3 separate regions of the Mus musculus genome follow, and regions 2 and 3 are each linked to region 1. A link is a contact called in public Hi-C and promoter capture Hi-C data. All regions are on one chromosome and are shown on one strand. The core of a region is the stretch at or near the end of the contact, and the rest is flanking DNA. Distances in the headings are between cores, read along the strand shown. Region 1 holds the start of Cmtm7 (CKLF-like MARVEL transmembrane domain containing 7). Region 2 holds the start of Rpsa (ribosomal protein SA). Region 3 holds the start of Csrnp1 (cysteine-serine-rich nuclear protein 1).

Region 1 (5,171 bases), core at 1,196-3,695:
ATTTTGTGGGAAAATGGGCTTTTTTTTTTAATGTAGTGGGAAAAAGTCAAAGAAAATAACATGTAATGCCAAGGTATAAGCACATGTGTGTGTGCACGATGCACACACGTGTCCACTGCACACGTGTGCACACAGGAAGAGCTAACCTAGAAAGGACTCATGTTGAGGTGACGTCTCGTCGAGTTAAAGTGCTCCCTGCACAAACTTGAGGACCTGAGCTCTGATCCTTGCACCCACACAGAAAGCTGGGTGAGGCAGCAGGGCCTGCAACCCCTGCACTGCAGAGGCAGAGACAGGAGAATCCCTGAGACTTGCTGCCCAGTCTAGCCTTCTTGACGAGCCCTGTTAGAAATGAAATCTAGCTGTTCATTTTCAAAGATGCCTGGAGCCAGTTTAGGTCCTGCTACAAAATAATAATAATAATAATTTATAAATAAATAATTTTTAAAAATCAGGCTCCTGCTAATGCCTGCTGGTCTAGCTGTCACCTGCAACCAAACCCTGCTCAGTTACCCACCCACCCTCTCCTGCCCAAACTAGAAGTTTAGAGTAGAAAATTGCTCACAGCCAAGCTTGCCTGCACAGCCTTGAGTCTGACAACTTTAAAATAAACAACATACAGATGGTGCACACCTTTAATCCCAGCACTCGGAGGCAGAGGCATGTGGATCTCTGTGAGTTCAAGGCCAGGTTGGTCTTCCTACCGAGTTCCAGGACAGCCAGGGATACTTAGTGAGACCGTGTCTCAAAGGCAAGTACACAAAAAGTGACCTGTAAGCAGGACACTGTCATGGGCAGGGAAGGTTTGATACATCTGATACGGTTGATGCTGTAAGCTGGGACCTATGCAAAGGTAGGTACTTAGAATACATGAGAGAAGAGGAGACTGTGGGGTTTTTGGCGTTATAAGGGGTAACCATTTTGGCTGAGCATATTAGCAAAATGTATAGTCTGATCTCTGGCCATTTTAACTTTTGATGAGGCTTCAATCTTGTTGACTATCAAAACAAAAAAGTCTTCCTTGGACTGGAGAGATGACTCATTGAATGATTAAGAGCACCAGCTGCTCTTCCAGAGAACCCAAGTTCAATTCCCAGCCTGCACATGGCAACTTAAAACTGTAACTCCAGCTTTGTAATTTCTTCTGGCTTCTGCAGGCACCCGGCACACACATGGCGCACAGAGCTAGATGTGGGCAGAACACCCATACACATAAAATAAATTCACTAAGTTAAAAAAAAAATCAAAGAATCTATTTAAAAAAAAAAGTCTTAGGCAGTAGTGGCACACGCTTTTAACCCCAGTACTGGGGAGGCAGAGGCAGACAGATCTCTGAGTTTGAGGCCAGCCTGGATTCCAGAGTGAGTTCCAGGACAGCCAGTAATATACAGAGAAACCCTGCGTGTGGGCAGGGAGCATAAATTAGGACTAACCTGGTGTTGTTTGACTTCTAACACTGAGACAAACAAACTTCTATTCACCCCAGGTCCAATAACAGACCAGGAAAAGAAAAGTAAACATTCCATCATGAGACAAAAGAATCTCTCCTCTTTTCTTAGGCTGCTTTTATCAGACATTTTCTATGTCCTGAGATAGACGAATCTCTCTTCACCGAAGAGTAAGGTAGACAGAGTGACAGAGCAGGACACTAGACATCCTCCACTGGCCTCTGTATACACACACACACACACACACACACACACACACACACATACATACTTAAAAAGATGTACTGCGATGCTGAGAGTGGTGTCCTGATTAGCTTTAACTGTCGACTTTGACAGTGCCTAGAGTCACCTCGGTTGGGTATGGTATCATTCCAGCACCCGGGAAGCAGAGGCAAGGAGAATACCTGCGAGTTTGAGGCTAGCTGGGTTTATACAGGAGTTCCAGGTTAGCCAGTGGTACACACTGAGAGCCTGGCTTGTTTGTTTGTTTTGTTTGTTTTTGAGGCAGGATCTCTCTGTGTAGTCCTGGCTGTCCTGGGGCTCACTATGTAGACTAGGTTGACCTCGAACTCACAGAGATCCTCCTGCCTCTGCCTTCCTAGTGCTGGAATTAAAAATAAGTGCTACCCAACTCTGGCAAGAGAGAGTATGTTTTTAGAAAGAAAGAAAAAAAGGCAAAAATAACAACAACAAAAAAAAATAATAAGAAAGAAAGCAGAATGGTGGGAGGGTGGGGGAGGAAGGTCCTGAGGCGATGGACCTGTTTTTATTGCTGTAGGTGATGGTGGCACAGGTGCGTGCCCCGTGCACACACACAGAAGCAGAAATGAACAGCGCAGCACGGTATGCTCAGGGCATTTCCCCCTACTCGTGTCAGTACCTAGTAGCAGCCGCACCCACACAAAAAATCCCTGGAGGCTCATCACCAGCTGTGACCTGGGCGGTGCGCTCCTGGGAGAGGCCAGGGCCCCAGGCGTCCGGTTTCCTGCCCACGCCAGTCCAACTTCCGCGTGTCTAGAGGGCAGGGGCTTGCGGGGCATCTGCTCCCGAGTCCTCTCCGGGTCCGGCCGCAGCTGGGAAGAGGGAGCCGTGCGCCCCGCCCCTGAGGCTCCGCCCCGTCCCGTCCCAGCTTCACCGGCCAGAGGTCCCCGGGCCTCGGAGGCGGCCAGCCCGGGCTGGGTCGCGCGATGTCTCATGGATCGGGGCTCGTCCGGACCACGTGCAGCAGCGGCGGCGCGCTGGGGCCAGGCCAGCCCTCGGAGGGACTGCTGGACCGGGTGTACCCGCTCACCCACGGCGCCCTGTTCAAAGTGGCGCAGATGGTAAGAAGAGTGGAGTGGAACCTGGGGACCCGTACACGGGGCTGCACCTGGCCCGGACCTTGGGAGCACCGCGCGCCCCTTTGATGCCCCAGTGTCCCCCTAGAAAGTTCCGGGAACAGCCGACAGGATCCCTGGCCCCCTCACTTCTCCAGCTGCCTCCCTACCGGGCCCAGCTCACTTCCCCACCGAAACCCGGGGTGCGAGTTCCTCCTCGTCTTCCTTCCTCTTCTCCAGGCCGCACGTCTCGCACCCGGGCTGGGGGAGGGAGAGTCTCCTGCTATCCCCTGCCATCTCCAGGCCGCGCACGGGCTCCCGCCCGAGAGGGTAGAGCTCGGCGACAAGAGGGCTCGGCTTGACTTTCGAATCTCTGCTGGGGATCGGGAGAAGCGCCGCCTTTCAGACCATCGCCAGGTCCCCTGCGCCCTGTCAGCCTTCCGAGGCGCCTCAGAAGGCAGAACTAGTTAACTAGGTTAACTAGGCAGGCTTGTGGCTAGGGGGCTTCTGGTGCTCGCTTGGAGCCAGGCAGGGCAAGGCGAGCAGCCGGCTGTTACTGTGACCAGAGCTGCACAAAAGCTTCTGGCCCGACCAGAAGTTTACCAGGCCTGATCCTGTTCGCTCTCTACCCACCCTTCTTTTTTCCCTCCCGTTTTTGTTTTTCAACCTCTGTGCAAATGTCTCGTCTACAATACCTTTTCTGTTTGTGTGGTGTGTTTTGAAACTGGGCTGGGCCGTTTGAATTCCCTACTTATCATGGGTGGAGAGGGGAGTGGTGGTTTGTAGAAAGCTGCGGAGAGATGTAGGGACCCCAGTGCAAGGTCACAGACCCGGAAGCTGGGACCTGCCAGCGAAGCTGGAGCAGCCTCCCCCCTCCCCGACCCCCCCCCCCCGGGGCTGGTACAGGGCCAGAGCTTTGTGCCTTCCATAACCGTTATTTTGGATGCCTAGAGTGTAGAAAGGTGGGAGGAAGACGTTCCGCCTCTCCTGAGAAGGGTGCCTAAATGGACCAAGATTGGGACACAGGCAGTTTTAATACGGAACTAAAAAGGTCTGGTGCTAAGCAGTCTTGGATTTGAGTGGATGGTGTGTGGGACCCAGGCTAAGGGCTTTGATCAGCCAAATAAAAGCCCGAGAGGCCACCTCTTTGATCATTAAAGGATGGTTGGAGTCAAAGAGACTTTACAGTCTTACGCCCATGCGAAGACGAGGGCCGCGGCAGAGATTTGGATCAGGCCTCTGCCTTGATCCATAAGGGAAGCCGATGGGAAGGGAATGCCCTTGCTGGGCCGTGACTTGGGTGCACAAAATTAATGGCGATGAGAATGCTGGTCCGTGAGACTGAGGAGCAGGGATACTTACTGTGTGCTTTGGATGACAGTGATACAGAGCTTGTCCAAAATCAGTGAGTGTGGATTTTAACCATGACGTCATGGGCCCGCCGCCTCTCTGCATGCTCCAGTTAAAACCCCGTAGAAAGATGACCAAGTCCTGGGAGTGAGGCTGCCTGCTTGGCCCTGGCTGGCTCCTGCTCTGCCCCGCAACTCTGACTGGGATCTCCACTGTCAGAATCCTCTGCTTATCTGTTGAGGGTAAACAGAAGCAGATGCGCTGTGAGCGCCCTTCGGGGGGGTCACAATCCCAATTTGCCCGTGGCTCAGTGACATACAGACCTCTGGTTCTGTGAAGTGTTTTTAGCTTGTTCTGACCAAGAGAATTTTCAACATATTACCTTAAGAACCAGAAAGGCTGGGGTTGGGAAGATGGCTCAGTGGTTAAGACTCTGTACTGCCATTCCAGAGGTCCCGAGTTCAATTCCCAGCACCCACTTCAGGTGGCTCTATAACTCCAGGGAGATTTGATGCCTTTGACTCCCTCTGGCACCTGCATTCACATGCACCCACTCACACACAGATATACGTACATAATTTAAAAACTAAGGACGGCCAAGGCCAAAGCCGGGGCTGTAGCTCCATTGGTAGAGTGCTGGATCAGAAGAGCCCCGTGCCCAGTTGTGCAACCTATATATTGGGTATGGTGGTGGATCCTGCCTTTAATCTCAGAACGCAGGTGGTAGAGGTAGGAGACTCGGGTTCACAGTTATTCTCATCTACTTAATTCTAGGCCAGCCTGGGCTACATGGGAACCTTGGCGCGCCTCTCCTCCAGGCCGAATTCCTGCAGCTGGGTCCTCACGCTCCGTCTTCCTCAGTAGTCAGTGCCTTGGTCGCTGGTCTTGACTTTGAGGTGTCTTTTTGTTCATTTGTTTGGTTTTTTATCCAAACAGGGTTTCTCTCTCTGACTGTTCTGAAACACCTCTGTAGACCAGGCTGGCCTTGAACTAAGAGGTCTGCCTGCCTCTGCCTCCTGAATGCTGAGATTGAAGGCCTGTACTGCCTCTCCTTTTT
Region 2 (5,171 bases), core at 1,493-3,992, 5.3 Mb before region 1:
CGAAAACCTTGCCACTCTTTTAGCACACTACCTACACTTGTGAGTTCATCGACCAGCGTGTGACCTCAACTCCAAGCTCTAACAATGTGCAGGGGACGGTGAAGGCTTCCCCAGTGCCTCTGTCAGCTCTGCAAGACCAAGTACCTTGTTGTTGCATGGGATGGCAATGTCCACATAGCGCAGGGGAGAATCTGTGTTACACAGAGCAATGGTGGGCAGGTTGACATAAGAGGCCTCTGTGAGTGGCTGATGGTCAGCCCTGGGATCGGTCACCACTAGAAGCCGTGGCTCCCTGAAGGCTGCTTGGATCTGGTTAGTGAAGGTCCCAGGTGTGAAGCGGCCAGCGATCGGAGTGGCTCCTGTGGCAGCAGCAAACTTCAGCACAGCTCGCTTTGAAGGGAGATTGAGTCAGCATTATCATGCATGCTTCACGAGGAAACTGCTGATACCCACTTCTAGTCACCTATCAAACACCAAAGCATCAAAGTACTGTGCTGAAGCACATTCTTAGGCTAACTGTAACACCTGCATGATGCCTTAGTGTGAGGCACCTGACTCAAGTTTCTCACATGCCCAAGCCCCCCAAAGGACAGTTACAGGTACTCAGCAAACACCTGACAAATTTATCCGAACACAGAGCAAGCTCATCACCCCCCCTCCTCTGTTTGTGGATAGTTCTTTAGTTAATTTAGGAGTGGTTATCCTGCAATGTACAAAAGTATATCACCCCCACACATGGTGGTTTGGTATTGGATCTCCTTGAACAGAACTATGGATGGTTTTAAGCCACCACGTACCAAAACTATCTCAACAGTTCATATCTCATTGTTTTATCAACTGATATACATGTTAACAAAGACTTAACTTGGCTATTTTGTTTGTGTCTGACGTTGCCTTTCCCTTAAGTCAGCACCAATTTCCTCTAACACAAAGCTCTGTTTGCCACCGAGTCAGCACTGTTTCCTGCATGGTTTGCCTCCTCAGTCACTGTCCACAGGACTCTGAGAAGTCGTAGGAATATGCAGGCGCGGGCACAAAGCCCAGCTTCATCTCCAACGCCGTGGAAAGGGACTGTACGTCACTGGGCAAGGCCTATGCTCCCCTATGCCACTAGGACAGAGCCCAGGGAGAGTGACCTCCTGGGTTGTCCACGTTGGATACTTTGCTTTGTATGCCCAATGTACTCTATCGATTACTGACCCCCAAACAAAAGCACATGCATGCCACAAACCTGGCCAGTGTTCCTGGAGGAGATGACGCTGACGTCAGCAGGATTCTCGATGGCAACAATAGCTCGAGCTGCGAGCAACAGCTTCTCCCAGGTCCTCTTCAGGTTTATGATGTAGATACCTAGGCCAGCAAACGGAACTCTCTGAGGAGCTTCCCAAGGCAGGAAGTCTGGCAGTCACTCTGCAGACCTGGCTGATCAGACTCCTGACTGCCTCCTAAACACTAGGATTAAAGGGTGTGAAACCACCACACCCAGCAACAAGTAGTTTAAAGTGGGTGTCCCAGACAGGCTTGCTAGCCTCATAGCCTTGTGAATGGACACTGTGGGAAGGTAAGGCATACGCATGTGGCAGTGACCACTACCAAACTCCAGTCATAGAGGCAAGCTCTACTGGTGTTAGCGAAAATCCTGCCATAAATTCAATGTAGCACACTTCCGACACTCAGAAGTTCACTGGCCAAGACTGGCCTCCACTCTGAGCTTTAATAGTGTGCAGGGTCAGTCAGTCCTCCATGACCTCTGGCCCCTTCCCACACATCCTCTTAGTTACATCACAAGCCAGAGTAGCACTCCAACACCAACCATTCAGTTACCAGGCACTATACCCATTAGAGCACCATAGTCAGGAACTGACTATCACAGGTGGCAACTGACCGTCACTTTTCCTTTTGTAGATGTACTGCTCCATCTGAAAGTCAAGGTTGGTGCCACCTAAGTGGGTTCCCGCAGCAAGGAATTTGAGGACATCCTCCTCCTTCATCTGCAGGACGTCAAGGGCTCCGGACATTGTGTAAGTTTCCCTTTAAGTTACGATGGGAATCTAAAAAAGGAATAAAATTCATCTTTTTTCTTCTGACACTAGAACTCACAAGATTGCCCTGCCTCCTGAGAGGGGGACTAAAGGCGTATGCCACTAGGCGCAGCACATCATCTGAGCTGAAATGGGTTGTGTTCTTATTCCTCCTTGCCTTTCGATTTTTCTGGCCACCTAGTCACTAAGGAAAGTGACTTTGTCAGCAGAGCACATATAGAAAAACTGGACAGTTGAAGTTAGCGCCTCCGCAGGCACACTGACTACAGGATAGCTACTTAAGTATAGCTGCTTCTTTGCACCGAGAGTTGCGCAAAGGCGGCCATGATCGGGGTGCTTCGGGAGTTGTATTTCGAGACTGGCCGGCAGTTCCCGTCCCATCTCCATGCGCCTCACAAGCACTTTTCCCAGCATCTTGCCGACAGGGCCCTCGAGCGTGGCGCGAACCGCAGAAGGGCCCCGCAGTGGCGCCCGCCCCACCTAACTGCGGGCCAGCACGTGGCGCTGCCGCCAGGAGCCAAGCCGCCCCGGCACACGCAGCCTCGGCGCCCTCCGCGCCCACCCATGGCGCGGGAAGCTAGTAAGCGCGCGTCCCGCGGCGTCCGGAGACGCCGAGGGCTCCACGTGAGACTCACCAAGAACAACGCCGTATGGACCCGTCCCCGGGTAGCGCGAAAGGACGGGCGGCCGGAAATGACGTCCTTAAATAACCCACAGCCAGCCAATGGCAAAGCAGGCTAAGCAAAAAGGGAGAACTTCCGCTCCGGAAAAAGCCTCTGGCGCACGCGCAGATTCAGTGAGTGGGCCCGCTGTAGCGCGCGCGGAGCGGAAGTTAAAGTGGCCCGCGCCTGCGCGGCTGCAGTCGCTGCACAGACCCCAGGCCGGAAGTAGCTGGGGCGAGGGGGGGGAGTGGGGGGGGGGGAGCGAGCGTGGAAAGTCCGTAGCTTTTGGTCCGCTGAGTGACGAATAGGCTTCAAGCTGGGCCACCTATGTCAGGATTAACTCCAGGAGCACACACCCGCCTGCCCCTCTGGTACTGGCTCCTTCCTACATTTGAGAACTACAAAATAGTAGTTACCCAGTAAGATATTACAAAAGTGTTGAAGGGAGCAGGGAGAAATTTGGATGCGTCATCTATTTACAAAGCGTTTATTACTGTATTCCATGTCTCAAGTAATCTAGAGATGACTTGGAGTCTGTGGGAGGGTTGTGGTTATTAGAAAATACCAGACTATTTTTGTTTTGTTTTGTTTTTCGAGACAGGGTTTCTCTGTACAGCCCTGGCTGTCCCGGAACTCACTTTATTGACCAGGCTGGCCTCGAACTCAGAAATCCGCCCGCCTCTGCCTCCGGAGTGCCGGGGCTAAATAAAGGCGTGTGCCACCACGCCCAGCTCAGACCATTTTATATTAGGGACTTGAGCATCTATGGGTTTGGCATCCATAGGTGGTTCTGGAACAAATCCCACAGATACTGAAGGATAACCATATATGCATACAACAAAAATAATAGATCAAAAACCCAGAGGAGTGTGGGTGCAGCTCCGTGGTAGAGTACTAACATCGAAAGGCTCTGGGTTTCTTCAGTTCTTGCTGGGGCAAGAGGACCATGAATTTGAAGCTATAGTCATACTCTGTCTCAAAAATAAATATAAAACGGTAAAACTAAAAAGAACAAAGCATTTAACTTGCCACATCGTGAATGTGTATCAAGATATCTTGTTAAGTAAAACAGAATATTCTAAAATCTATTAAGTGGTATGTTCAGGTCAGGTAGTGGTGGCCTATGCCTGTAATCCTAGCCAGCACTCAGGAGACAGAGGCAAGCAGATCTCTACGAGTTGAAAGCTAGTCTAATCTACAAAAATGAGTTCCAGGACAGCCAAAGCTACACAGAGAAACCCTGTCTTTAAAAAAAAGAAAAAATAGAGTGGCCTAGCTCCCTGCGGCTGTCCTTGGTCACGCTTGGTACCAGGCTGAAGCAGTCAAGATGACCTTATTTCAGCTTAGAAGTGAGCACTGGGTTCATATACTTGTCCCTGTAGGATTTGTCTTTGGGTATTATCTAGACAGAAAGGATGGTGAAAAGCTAACTGCTGCTGGGCCGTGGTATTGCACGCCTTTAATCCTAGCACTTAGGAGGCAGGAGCAGGCAGATTTCTGAGTTCGAGGCCAGCCTGGTTTACAGAGTGAATTCCAGGACACCCAGGACTACACATAGAAACCCTGTCTCGAAAAAAAACCAAAACAACAAAAAAAAGCTAACTGCCTTCAGGAATAAGAGCATGCTATTTCAAAGGGAACTAAGGCCCAATGAAGTTACTTGCAAGTAAAAACTGGTTAAATGACAGAATGTTCACATTTTAAAAGTTATTGGAGAAATAAAAGCATTTATTATTTAATTAGAAAAAAATGACAATAGAAAGTGAGTGGTAGGTCTGGGAATGAAGATTATAAGTAGGTATAAGAGCTTACTGGAGGTCGGGGGTGGAAATGTTCTAAAACTAGTTTATAGGGTCATGGCTGCACTTTTAAACAGGGTCTCACAAGTGGAGGATGACTGAGCTTCCAGCTCTTCTGCCTCTGACTCCCAGTGAGGGAATGCCAAGCCTGAGGACCGGTGTTCCTGTTTGCTCTATTGCTAATGCAAATGAACCCACCAGAACCTTGCATGAATTAGCATGACACTCAGCCGAACATCCAGCCCCAAACCACCAAGCAGTGGGCTTCAAGCAAGTAGGAAGCCTCTTTGAATTCATAATCTCAAGGCACTTTTGTTTTTCCTTCAGTTTTTGAGACATGGTTTTCTCTGTGTAGCCCTAGCTGTCCTAGAACTTGCTCTGTCTAACAGGCTAGCCTTGAACTCAGAGATCTTCCTACCTCTGCCTGCTGGGTGCTGGGATTAAAGGCGTGTGCCACCATGCTCAGTTTCCAAAGCTGTTTTTAAAAGTTAAGTTTTCCCAAAAAAAAAAAAAAGGACTTACTTGGCAGGTGAAAACTTAAGTCACCTTAGAGCTGCTTTGCTAGTCTCAGGGAGTAAGACATACTAGTAAGGCTTACCAACCAGAACTTTTTTATATGTATAAATAAATCCAGGGCTTGATCGGGTAGCCCTCCCTGGCTGACCTGT
Region 3 (5,171 bases), core at 1,927-4,426, 5.2 Mb before region 1:
CCCCCCCCCTTAACTCAAGACTTCTTACCTGTAAAGCCTATAACAGTAAGAGTTGTTGGATCTCCTTAACCGGCTTCTCCGGCGTGTAGTGGCTGCTGTTCCTAGGGGTTATTCCACCCAAAATACCTCTCAGCGCATTCCAAAGAGTATTACTAACCCAGGCAGTGGTGGTGCACACCTTTAATCCCAGCACTTGGAGACAGAAGCAGGCAGATCCTGGAGTTTGAAGCCAGCCTGGTCTATAGATCGAGTTCCAGGATAATTAGGGTTACACTGAAAAACTCTGCCCCCCCCCAATAAAAGCCCTCAAAACTTGTAATAATTTTAATTTTCCTAAGTAAGTGGATGGGTGGGTGGTCCTTAGTACTTACAGGTCTCCAAGTATTCAGAATTCCCTGAGGATTGAGAATATGGGGGTGTTTTTGCCAGAGAGAGAGAGACTCTGTGTGTGTGTGTGTGTGCGCGTGCGCCATATTTACAGATGAGTGCTCCACACCCGACCCTGCCTGCCTTGGAACAGATACTTCATTCCCCACCAACAGGAAGAGTTCAGATGAGATCCCTGAGGGAGATGTTTCCCATCACCAGCAACATCTGGGCAACATCTGGTGAGCTATCCCAGGACAGGGAGAAGCTTTTCTGCAGAAATACATCACTTATTTGATTATATTTCCCCTTTAATCTCCTCCTCCTCCTGCTCACCAGGCTCCCTCGCCCGTCAGGTTCCCCTCTCTCAGCCCCCAGTACAGACCTTGCCAAGCCCCTGCCCTGGTTTTCAGCCTTGTCTGGTTTCCTGGATACAGAGCCTAGCAGGATGCAAGCCTAGGTAGCTCCAGAGAACCTCATTAACTCCAGAGTCCAGCCCTGCTCAGCTCCCTCATCAGCATCTTGCAGAATCGGAGGCAAAGAATGTTGCAGCTGGATGGGCTCGCTGGTCCAATGCTCCCATTTTATGCATTGGAAGCAGGAGCTGGAAAAACATTGCTGTAGGCCTCATCTGAGCCCTGCTTCTGGGCTGGAGAGGTAGCTCGGTCTATAGAGCGCTTGCCTAACATCCACAAAGTCCTGGGTTCTATCCACAGCACTATATAAAAAAATCTAGCCAGGCGTGGTGGTGCACGCCTTTAATCCCAGCACTCGGGAGGCAGAGGCAGGCGGATTTCTGAGTTCGAGGCCAGCCTGGTCTACAAAGTGAGTTCCAGGACAGCAAGGGGTATACAGAGAAACCCTGTCTCGAAAAACCAAAACCCAAAAAAAAAAAAAAAAATCTATGAAGGCCAGTCTGGGGTACATGAGACCCAGTCTCTAAAACCCCTCTGCTGGTGAAGGAGGAAGAGCGGTGGTGTCAAGATTGTTGGGTCATCAAGAACGGTAAATCTGCAGGCAAAGGAAGCAAGGGCTGAATCTGGTGGTAGGGAAATGTGGGGCCTGGAGGGACAGCCCTGAAATCTATGTCACCTCCATAGACGACGGATGCGCAGTTCGCTGGTGTGTGGTGTTCTGTTGTTGTTGGTTTGGTTTTTTTGTTTGTTTTTGTTTTTTTGAGATACGTAGCCCTGGCTTTCTTGGAAGTCACTATGTAGACCTTGAACTCACAGAGATCCCCCTGCCTCTGCCTCTTGAGTGTTGGGATTAAAAGTGTGCAACACCATGCCAGGTCATGTTTTGTTTTCGAGTTTCTCTGTGTAGCCCTGGCCGTCCTGGAACTTGCTCTGTAGACCAGGCTGCCCGGAACTCAGGTTCCCCAGCCTCTGCCTCCTGAATGCTGGAGTTAAAGGCCTGCACCACCACGGATCTGCCATGTTTTGTTCTCAAAATGGGGTTTAAACTTAGAGCTTTTCACATGCTGAGAAAGTGCCCTACCATTGAGCTACATGCTTCTTCAGCTAGCCCTGTAGACTATTTCCTGAGCAGACTCAGCCACCCGGCAGCTTCTGTGTACCAAAGCTGTGTGTTGAGGATCTCAGACCCCAGATTACCACAGATAAAGGGCAGGCTGACTCCCCCACCCCCACTCTGCTTGTCCTCTGTACACATGTACATCCAGGACTGAAGACTGAAGAAAGGGCCCGTCATCCTCCCCACCCTCGGTGCCATTTAGGCAGGACAGAAGGTCACCTCCCTACTACACCCGGGGGAGGGGAGAATGGAATCCTGAGGGTTGGACTAGCCACTGACAGCATTCATCTAGGACAGTCAGAAGAACCCAGAATGCAGCGGGAGCGGGGCTGGGAGGGGGAGGGTCGAGCTTCCACGAAGGCTTCCAGGAGGAGGAGGCAGTCCTTGCTGAGCCATCCTAGACGTTGTTGGGATTCCCTCAGGTGAGCAGAGTGAGGGTGAAACGTTCCAGGCGGTGCAGTCAGAACGGGAGAGAAAAGCGCTCTAGGTACTGGGTCGAACTGGCCCTGCCGTGGGCTGACGAGGACTCGGGTGGGCTCCTGAGAGAGAAGTTGACTGCTAGAACACACTTTCTTCTGCCTAGTAGTACAGGGAGTTGGCTGCGAGCCTAAGGAAGGTCTTGGCGGGAGCAGAGGAGGCAGCAATCCGCTGTAAGTAGCCAGGGTCCGGCCTAGGAGAAACCAGATTCTTTTTTTTTTTTTTTTTAAGGAGGGATGGGGGTGGGGAAGCTGGTTCCAGCAATCTCTACTTTAGGTATTGTTCGGAGTAAGGGCTCTGGCCCGAGGGCAGAGGTGAAGGCCAGGCCCTAGGATGACCTTTTCTTCTCTCCTCATCCCTGGCTGGTCTCCAGTCTGAGCTAACTTTCTGCGGGATCTGGGAAAAAGAGGTGGGGTGAGGGCCGGGGAAGGGTCCTCAGATTGAATTGATAATAATCTGCCCTGGGCGGGTGGAGGCAGGGGAGGAGCTTCCATCGCTCGCAGCCTCAGTCTACCCAGTCTGCAGCTCGGGACTGCTCGGCGTGGAGAAGCGGGCATCTCTAGGACCCGGCTCTGCACGAAGCTCGGCTCCGCGATCTTAGGAGCCGAGCGCGGAGCAGCGGCGTCGCGGCCCGGTCACAGTCCGCGGGGAGGCTCGAGGCGGGGGAGGGGGCGGTGCCTCCGGGGCGGGGCCGAAGGCTGCGGGCTGCGGGGCGGCCTGGCGGGAGGCCCGGCGTGCGTCAGCGCCGTGAGCCCCGGAGTTTTCCACTGACGAGGAGGGCGGAGCCGCGGGCGGGGCCGGGGCTGAGCCAGTCTCTCCCGCCGCCGCCGGACGCGCAGACCTGGGCCGGCTGCACCGACGGCCGCCCGGCCGAGCGCACTGCGGGTCGCTGTGTGCGCTGCGACCCTGGGGCCGGCACACGAGTGGCTTCGGTGAACTGGGCGAGCCCTGCTAGCTTAGGTGAGTGCCACGGTTCCTGAACGCGGCGGGATGGGAAATGGGGCAGGGGGCGTCTCGGGTGAGTGGCGCTGTCACTCCAGCTCCCCGCTGATCTCCCTTGGGTCCTCCGGAGGGGACGCCGGGATCCGGCCTCCGAGCCCGACTGGAGATCTGGCGCCTGGAGTGAGAGCCCACGGCTGCGAGGTGGCGGGGGGGGGGCAGGCTTCCCCTCCCCCGCCTCGTTGTGGTTACCCCAGATGTCCAGGCGCCCCAAAGCCGGGCGCAGGTGGCAGTGGGACGGGGCGCGCGTGCCCGCGGGTGAGTTTCCTTTTGACCTAGTTGCCTGAGAACTTTTCAGAAGTTACTCGCGTGGCCGGGGCAGGTGACATTGGTCGTCTTCCTCCTCGGGCTCCCTAGGGGGAGGGTGCCCGAGCTGCGGCGTGTGCCGGGCGCCCTCGGCAGGCGGGGGTCAGGGAGGGTTTGGAGGGATGAGTGAGGAATGAGCGAGGCTTGGTGAGTCACGGACCCCGGGAGGGAGGCGGGGGGGAGAAGGATTGTGTCGTATGTTCACCTGTCACCGTCACACTCAGAGGCCACTGCCGTGAGTCACCGGGGCGCAGCTACACCGACCACCCGCGGGCACACGTAGGCTCTCTCCCACGCACCTCTACTCCCTCTTCTGCATGCATTTCCTCTCCTTCCTCAGTTTCCCCTTCCCGGAGGTCCTTTCGCCTTCATGTACTGTAGAAAAGCCTACACCACAGCAACGGCCACACACTTAGTCACTCGGGTTGCCGATACAGTCACTCCCAGATGTAGCCCACCTTCCTGACAACAGAGAATTCCTCCCTCCTCTCTAGCTACCCACCCAACATCTCTGGACCGAAGTCTCAGCCTTCTGCAGAGAGTAAGTCAATACTCTCTGCCCCCAAATCTTTGACAGCCCCGCCCACATCTCCCGAGCTGTCACCAAATCCACCCCCTTTTCTCCTTTGCGCTTGTCCTGTCAGTTCACCTGGCCCTACCCTGTGTCCTACGGGTCACACCCTCTCTGGCTCAGGCGCTGAGCCATCTTTCAACCATGCAAATCTAGAATTGTCAGTCCTTACTTACGCACTTGGGTGGCTTCCTGTGCCCTCGGGCTAACACAGGCCCTCTTAGTTGCATCGCCACCAGAAGGCGCACTGGCTGTCCTTGCTCCAGTCCCTGTACCATGCAGTGTGACCCCCCCCCCCCAATCTGGAACTCTGCCAACATCCCTCCTTCAGAGGAGCCTGCCTCGTCCCCAGTTCTACCCTTCTTGCCTATCCTGTATAACTCCTACTTGAGAGGTGTTAGTTGTAGGTGCTTTACCTGTGTGCCCAATGCCTGTCATAGTGTTTGGCCTTTAGGAAGCTTAGCCAGGATTAGATTGATGAATGAATGAATGAATGTGAAAAACTGGCTTAAGGTGGAGGAAGGGGTGACTGTCAAGTGCAGTTTTCCCTGGGTAGAACTGAGTATTTTATACAGCCAGCAAACATTTGGCATTTACCCAGGGCAGGGCCCTGGAGTCTGAATCGAAGGAACTGTCCCCTCCCCCCATCACTTTCTGAGGCATGGGTGGGGGAGGGGTACGTCAGTGCTTCCTGTCTGCTGTGTCTTGAGCTGCCCAGCACTTTGTCTCCGTGAACTGCTTGTAGGTGATTTTCCGCATCCCAGGAAGCCCTTCAGGAGGGTCTGGGGTCCTGTGACCCTAGGTGTTGGAGGTGGGGGCATGACTGATCAAGACCTGGGGTTCTGAGGTCAAAGGACACATTCTTCAGATTCCTGGAAGGGGGAATCAAGGCCGCCAAGGGGCTGGGGACTGGAGCACA

Evidence for each region. Promoter capture Hi-C pulls out the DNA fragments that hold promoters and counts their contacts. Hi-C and Micro-C count contacts between places; a contact is called where the count stands out from the background.
Region 2: a contact with region 1 is called in a Hi-C map of the G1E-ER4 cell line, with 5 times the contacts expected there. The contact joins the promoter of Rpsa here to the promoter of Cmtm7 in region 1. A contact is called at or near these places in 1 of 39 promoter capture datasets (cranial neural crest) and 1 of 484 Hi-C or Micro-C datasets (the G1E-ER4 cell line).
Region 3: a promoter capture Hi-C map of the C10 cell line shows a contact between it and region 1, with 10 times the contacts expected there. The contact joins the promoter of Csrnp1 here to the promoter of Cmtm7 in region 1.

The regions. Positions count from the first base shown.
Region 1 is chr9:114,779,267-114,784,437 of GRCm38.p6, reverse strand. It overlaps Cmtm7 (CKLF-like MARVEL transmembrane domain containing 7), which reads left to right and starts at 2,445. Exons shown (of 5, transcript NM_133978.2): 1 at 2,445-2,770. The coding sequence starts at 2,636. Gm9888 (a long non-coding RNA gene) reads right to left here. Exons shown (of 3, transcript XR_003948087.1): 2 at 4,127-4,347; 3 at 2,766-3,140.
Region 2 is chr9:120,125,337-120,130,507 of GRCm38.p6, reverse strand. It overlaps Rpsa (ribosomal protein SA), which reads right to left and starts at 2,742. Exons shown (of 7, transcript NM_011029.4): 1 at 2,678-2,742; 2 at 1,886-2,051; 3 at 1,232-1,350; 4 at 145-390. The coding sequence starts at 2,018. LOC115485682 (a small nucleolar RNA gene) reads right to left here and starts at 1,728; the gene lies at 1,573-1,728. It overlaps Gm26448 (a small nucleolar RNA gene), which reads right to left and starts at 1,157; the gene lies at 955-1,157. Snora62 (small nucleolar RNA, H/ACA box 62) reads right to left here and starts at 74; the gene lies at 1-74. It also overlaps a transcript of Slc25a38 not described here.
Region 3 is chr9:119,981,784-119,986,954 of GRCm38.p6, reverse strand. Csrnp1 (cysteine-serine-rich nuclear protein 1) reads left to right here and starts at 3,176. Exons shown (of 5, transcript NM_001357562.1): 1 at 3,176-3,336. Gm33800 (a long non-coding RNA gene) reads right to left here and starts at 3,110. Exons shown (of 4, transcript XR_871355.3): 1 at 29-3,110.